Regions from separate parts of the Mus musculus genome. Here region 1 is linked to region 2. The links are chromatin contacts, called in public Hi-C maps. All regions are on one chromosome and are shown on one strand. Each heading gives the region's core, a stretch centred on a gene start, on an enhancer-like site or on the middle of the called end of the contact. The rest is flanking DNA. Distances are from core to core; before and after follow the strand shown. Region 1 has its middle 130 kb from the start of 4930435F18Rik. Region 2 has its middle 480 kb from the start of Isl1.

Region 1 (3,432 bases), core at 707-3,206, 890 kb after region 2:
ATAGCCTGTGTTGAGCTCTGCTGCTCCTGGGGCAACCACCTGGACTCCTCTGAAGAGCTGAAGGCCAATCTTCCAGTTTCCCAACCTACTCTTTTTCTGGAAAGAAAGGCTCCGAACTACCTCTGTCCAGGCAGGGATGTGTTGATACTGAGCTACTTTAAAAGAGAAGCGGTGCTTGGGATGGCAGAGTTCAAAGAGAAATTCCGGAACACCTAGACTACAAGCACATCACACCCAGCCCTGCCTGGGGTTTGAGACCCCAGATCTTGATAAAGGAACCTGGTCCCAGGCTGCCAACATGGTCCTAAGAAATGCACAAAGAAAACACTGCTTTAAAGTCGAAGAACCCGTTCCTCATACCCGATTTCAGAAACTCCTCTGTAAATGTTCCCCATAGCAACTGAAGAAATTTCCTAGATTTTTAATGTTTAGAAGACAAAACATAGTCTTCCTCTTTAATTATCTCCTCTCACATTGCTCCAGGCAAAAGGAAGAGGAAGGAAGAAGAAGATTTAGATTGGGGAGCGACCGAGGAGTATTCTTCTAAATCTTTTAAAGTGGCTTTATTATTTTATTTTATTTTATTTTTACCTTTGGGATTCTTTGTTATTTTAAGGTTCACTTGTAAGACTCTGGACTCCACTCTGAATAAAACATTTTTGTTTTGTTTTGTTTTAGCTTTCCAAGCTGACATAAGCGTTGGATCATCAGGTTTTCCTTTGTCTGCCATCGGTGTAAATAATAGCTTTGAGATTAGCTAATTAAGGGGCATTAATCACTGATAGAAAGGGAATAAATCAAAGCCTTGTTCTAAATTTCAAACTTGCCCGTGTAGATGTGCATAGCTGCTCTATCTGCAGCAGATAGGTGCTGTTTGAATTACTGGTCTTCAGAGTAAACCAAATCCACTTCACTTTTAAAAAATGAATATTGTATTTATACAGCCTGGCGGTGTCGTTACATTAAGCCCCCTCCCTTTCTTACTCCGTTTCATAAACACAGTGTAGACCACAGCTATTATGAGTTAAAAAGAGTCACATCCGTGGCTTTCCCCCTTAGTGCTATGCTTACCTTTTTGAGAATGGAGAGGTCAGCTGGAGAGGGGGAGAGAGAGAGAGAGAGAGAGAGAGAGAGAGAGAGAAGGAATAACCTAAAAGTATAAAGACAGAAGGATGATAATGTGTGTGGAGGCTTGAGGCGCGTTTTGAATCAGAAAACTGTTTCTGTAGAAGTTTTCAAGAGGAGTGACAGGTACAGTCCCTAGGCCACATTCTCTGAGCCCTTCTGCTTAATACCTTAGCACTCATTAGGTTCTGCTTTGTGAGAAAGGAAGCACTGAGGGCGGTGTGGGGTGTGTGTGTGTGTGTGTGTGTGTGTGTGTGTGTGTGTGTGTTGCTGGGTGGACTACGGCATTAGGGATGCACACTGAAGCTTGGGAGGCTCCATTCTCAGGTCTGCAAAGATTTGGGAGTTTGAGTCATTTCGTTACGGACCAGAGAGATTTTTTAAAAAATAAGTACAGCCATAAAACGGCGAGCGGGTCCTTGGAATAAACTGAAAATCTAAGTCCTCAGAGCCAGTCAACACAACACAGCAGATAGTACAGCACCAGACAGAGACCTGAACGCTCTTAGCTCCGTGTCTGTGCTCTGTGTGAGCGCCGCCCTCCTCGACCTTTGCGCATAAAAACTTGTGAGTTGGGGTTTCTCATATTCTCTTCCTCCGCCTCCTGTTAGGCCATGTCTCCTTTTAGCAGCGACTCCCAGCTGAGGACCCAAGTTCAGAATCTTCTCTATGTATAGGACCGAAAGTCAGAGTGGTGTCCCAAGGGCCAAACTGGAGATCTAACCTTCCTGGAAGGTCTCCCTTGGAAGATCCTCCCTCCCTCCCTCAGCCCTCCAGTCTGATGTTTGGAGAAAATCTCGCTTCCCAACCTCCGAATCTCATTACTCGGTGGGTTCTGTCCTTGACTGAACAAGCCTGGCTGCCAAGGGCAGGTGCCAGTTCGCTGGAGGCTAACCCTGTCTAACAGCCCCGGCTGTGCACCCCCCTCCCCCGCCCCTCTGCAGCTGCCCTTACTTCCCTTTTTTTAAATCTTTTAAAAACTCCAGAACCCTCATCATTTTTTTTAAAGGTCCTCAACGTACCGTGTTATTAAAAAAGAGGCTCTGGATCTGCAGGGGCGTTAGCAACCCAGGGGGCTAGGGGATAAGGGGACCGGGGCAGGCCCCGGGAAGAGGCATCTGGAAAGGAAGGGGGGACATTTGCATAAAGCTTTGTCTTGAACGGGCCGAGGGTTATAACGCTAATTACTCAAGATTAATGTGAAGATCGGTCTCCATTGCTCACTAAGATTTATTTAAACACCGAACTGCTGGAGGTCCAGGCTGTAAACCATCCCACCCGGCCTCGGGGCGGGACTTTCTCCTTGTGTGAAGTTTTTTTTATTTTATTGTATTTTTCCAAGTCCACCTGAGACAGAATGAGAGCTGAGGCGGGGTGAGAGGGAAAAGCCATTCTAGAGGATATTGTTCTCTAAAGTAACACCTCCGGGCCTCGGATGTATAAACAGACCAAGTGCATTTCCCAGTCTTTTCCCTTTGCAGACTTTCAAATGAAGGAAAAAAAAAAAAAAAAGCAACAAAACAAAACCTTTTAGCGTTGTTGGTACAGAGCGTAAAGGAGCAAACTTGGTGCTGGCGCGCCTCCTAGTGTCTTCAAAGGGAAGAGAAACCGTAAAGGCACGCTGCTCCACTAAGAAGGCATAGAGCCCTGAGCTGGCTCCTTCATAGGATTGCTGACAGTCATGGGGGCATGACTGTTTTATGCTGAGCATGCACACGCACATACATCCGCGGCTGCGCCCAGGATCACAGTCAGAACTTCCGGTATTCCAATTCAGACTATAAGATCGAAAGTCATCTTCTCTCAAAATATGTACCTCAAGGTAGGGAGAGTGGAGAGCCCGTAGTTAAAATTTTTCTGACTTTTCCAAAGTACTATCAGACTAGAGCCCAATTTTTAAAAAGACGTCGATTTAACACTTAATTTTTTAATGTATCTTATTTGATAGATATTATTTCCCTGTAGAAACCCTCAGGATTGCTATTTCTCTTTAGGTTCCTTGGAGATGTTGCAAAGATGATATTAATGTATGGAAAACTGAATTTTGCGCTTTAGTATCAGGCTGTGACTTGAAACAACTGGAGACTTCAGAGAATAATTTCCTGCTTTGCTGCTTCTTTCCTTGGGGGTAAATTATGTTGTGAGGAACTTCAACATCAATAAAACAACGACCTTAACACAAAGCTACTACTGAGAGAAGGGCTAGAAGAAGCAGTGGACTGTAAGCCAGAAAGCCATTGACTCCTTTTGGACAAATAGTTTTCCCAAAGGAGCCTTCGTTTTCTGTAAAGGGCATAATCCCAGTTA
Region 2 (3,087 bases), core at 39-2,538:
TATAGCCAGTTAAATTTTTTTAAAAAAAAAGTAGTTTTCAGTAAAAGTCCACGATTTTCATCCAAAAGATACTTACTTATCAGTAGAAGAAATACTGAAGCAATCTGGTAATTTTTCATTTGAAAATAATTAGGAAACCTCTTCCGTCTCAACAATTGCCCTCTAAAATCTCAAATCGATATGACCCTCCATTGGAATTCTTAAATCCTGAAGGGAGAGAGAAAGGGAAGGAAAGATCGAGGATGATTGACAACTTTGGATCCATTTGATGATTGTATCCATTTCAGATTCTCTGCTGACAATAGAAGCCTGATTGGACACCACGGACTTTATTGGGAAGTGGATGGAATATAATATGCTTTGTACTGCATTCCCTGTTTGAGTTGATTGGGTGAAAGACAAATTTCACATGGAGGAGAGTCTGAATCCTGTCGCTGTTGCAATTACACTGAGCACCAGTGGGGAAATGCCCTGTTGCTCCTGTGATCTGCTGACAATTGGACCTTTTTATCCCCAAGCTGTTGCCTTCAGTACTTCATGTGATTTCTTTTCAATAAATTATATTACATAAGCATCCTTAATAGTATATTAAGTAATGGAGTCTGCAAAGCCTTGTTTGCTTCAAAATAGACTTCCCTTTCTTTTCTTTCTTTTTCTATTTTTCTTCCTTTTTTTTTTTTTTTGGTCCAGTAACAGCTGTTAAGATTAGGTGCTAGAACACATCAATTGAGAATCATTTCCTTTCTTTCTTCTATTTTAAGTGATGACATAGATTTTAAAAGCACACCAGTAAACCAAACCATTAATGTTTCCTGTTGTGAGCAAAAATGAAGACTTTGTGATTGTTGAGATTCGGAGACCGTATCTTCTCTGTGATGAATTTTTAACATCTATACTCCACTAACTCCATAACAGGGTTCCATCTAAGAGCAAATTAATGGAGCACTTATTGAATTGAGTTGTTATAAAATGCAACATAAACACCCTGTAAACAATGAAAGAAATAGAGTTTGTTGAATCTGTTATCTTACTCTCTAAATTGGTGGCACCAGCCTAGCTGTGGGATGCTTAGGGATGATCACGATTCTGAAAACAAACAGCCGAGGACTAATCTGATTGAAGCTGCTTTCTAAGTAACATTTTAAAAAACCATTTATCAAACCTCTCTGCTCTGGTAGGCTTCACAAAATGACAAGGCTATTTTAGAGCCATAAACCTCAATGCCCTGTGCAGTTATGGCATGCAACCAAAGACGACTGAAGAGAAAATGAAGCCATAATTGACTACAGCTGCTCACGCCTAACATTTCCTAATAGCATCCTTAGAATCTTAGGTTGGTGTTCTCTCTCCCTCTCAAACATAGACCTCCCATGATTTATCAACTGAAGGAGTCTCAAGGTGGCTTCTGGGGTCTCCTCGTGGCTCAGCATACGAAGAATTGACCTCCCAAACCAATGATTGGTATACGTTTGATTGCCATTCACTTGTTATGTTCAGTTCTCAGAATGAAAGTGAAGTGACGGTAATTTTCTGTGCTCACGTGCCATTTTTAACCTGGTCCAGGGCTTTGCCTTCAAATCACAGGGAAGTGCTGTGTACTTTGGAGGTTGCTATTAAAATATAGGATGGAACCATTACATTTTATTGGCTTAGCCTTTCCCTGCACTACCTATAAAAACAGACACTGCTTTAAAAATCTCTCCCTAATGTCCACTTTCTTGGGGGTGCAGCTGACCTCATGAAGTTTACTGCTTGTCTGTTAGTGAAGACTAATTAACGTTGACTCTGTCGTTAGGGCACCCTAATCTGTAGGTCCATCTTGAATAATTTGATGAAAAGCTGTATCCAGGCCAAGTCATAGAAATTGGTTGTTTATAATGACGTATTGAAACTTCTTTTCTGTACTCTATGGATCATACATAAAAGAATAGTTTGTGAATGTTCAGTTAGTTCATCATTCTTTAGTCATCAAACACTTCTTACTGATGAGCATTTGCATTGTAAGAAACTTGTGTGTAGTTATATTTTAATTTACTTTTCACATAACAAATGCAATCCAATTAAAACCATCATCAAGTATATGAAATGCATTTTCATTAATTGCTGTTTTGCTTCATAATTAAAACTCTACCACTGTCCTGGATTTAAATACATTCATTTATCACATTTATGCTTATTGTAACATTAATCTACAGTCAGTTGGGGATCTTTGGAATAAATAAGTCACATAATTTTCCATCTTTGGTGAAAGAGTTTGAATCATATTTTATTGTTGCTTAAGAAAATTAACATTGATAATTCGTTTTCATAAAATACAAGTAAATTTTTACAATAGAATATGTATTTTTTTCTAGAGGAATTCTGTATATTATTTGAGAACTCCAGAATAAAATATTTTAAAATTAGCCAAGCCATGCTCAAATTGGAATAACAATAAAAAGTGGTGCTAGGTATTATTTTATTTTAAGAAACAAAAATAATTACCATGACTTTTATGTTTCAGCCAAACTGAATCCTAAATAATAAAAATTGTTCCAAGAATATCAGTACTAATATTAGTATTTATTATTTTTATTTAGATGCTCTTCTATGAATATAATGTAATATGCATTGCAAAAAATGTAAAAAAATTACAGAAAATACATTTTGATTAGAGAAAAATAATCTTTTTATTTACTCTTTGAGACTTACAGATAATATATTTGATATTATTTATTCTCCTTCCCTCCAACTCCTCCCCACATTTCCCCACACTATTGCTCATTAAACTTCATTATCTCCCTCTGCTTCTCTCTGCCTCTTTGTCTATCTAAACATAATATAAAAACACCAACCATGAAAGACATTTTGTGTTGGCTTGCTACCCCTTGGCATAGAGCCTGCCCTAGCATGTGGTTAATAAATGAATATAGTTTCTTTCTTTCTTCCTTTCTCTCTCTCTCTCTTCCTTCCTTTCTTCCTTCCTTCCTTCCTTCCTTCCTTCCTTCCTTCCTTTCTTTTTTTCTTTCTTTCTTTCTTTCTTCCTTTTTTCCTCTCTTTCTTTTGTTTTTTTGTTTTTTTGTTTGTTTTGCTTTGTTTTGTTTTTTT

What was found. Hi-C and Micro-C count contacts between places; a contact is called where the count stands out from the background.
Region 1: a Hi-C map of the N1E-115 cell line shows a contact between it and region 2, with 8 times the contacts expected there. The contact joins two enhancer-like sites. A contact is called at or near these places in 1 of 484 Hi-C or Micro-C datasets (the N1E-115 cell line) and 2 of 115 datasets of contacts at active chromatin or transcription factors (the NIH/3T3 cell line and embryonic forebrain).

What each region holds. Positions count from the first base shown.
Region 1 is chr13:116,709,710-116,713,141 of GRCm38.p6, forward strand. No RefSeq gene overlaps it. Among named protein-coding and RNA genes, the nearest start is that of 4930435F18Rik, 130 kb to the right of the region's middle. Within about 2 kb of position 1,957, at least 51 of the 459 cell types and tissues checked have an H3K27ac peak or open chromatin away from gene starts, as enhancers often do. A contact at or near this core is called in the N1E-115 cell line, where this site is marked.
Region 2 is chr13:115,824,158-115,827,244 of GRCm38.p6, forward strand. No RefSeq gene overlaps it. Among named protein-coding and RNA genes, the nearest start is that of Isl1, 480 kb to the right of the region's middle. Within about 2 kb of position 1,289, at least 2 of the 459 cell types and tissues checked have an H3K27ac peak or open chromatin away from gene starts, as enhancers often do. A contact at or near this core is called in the N1E-115 cell line, where this site is marked.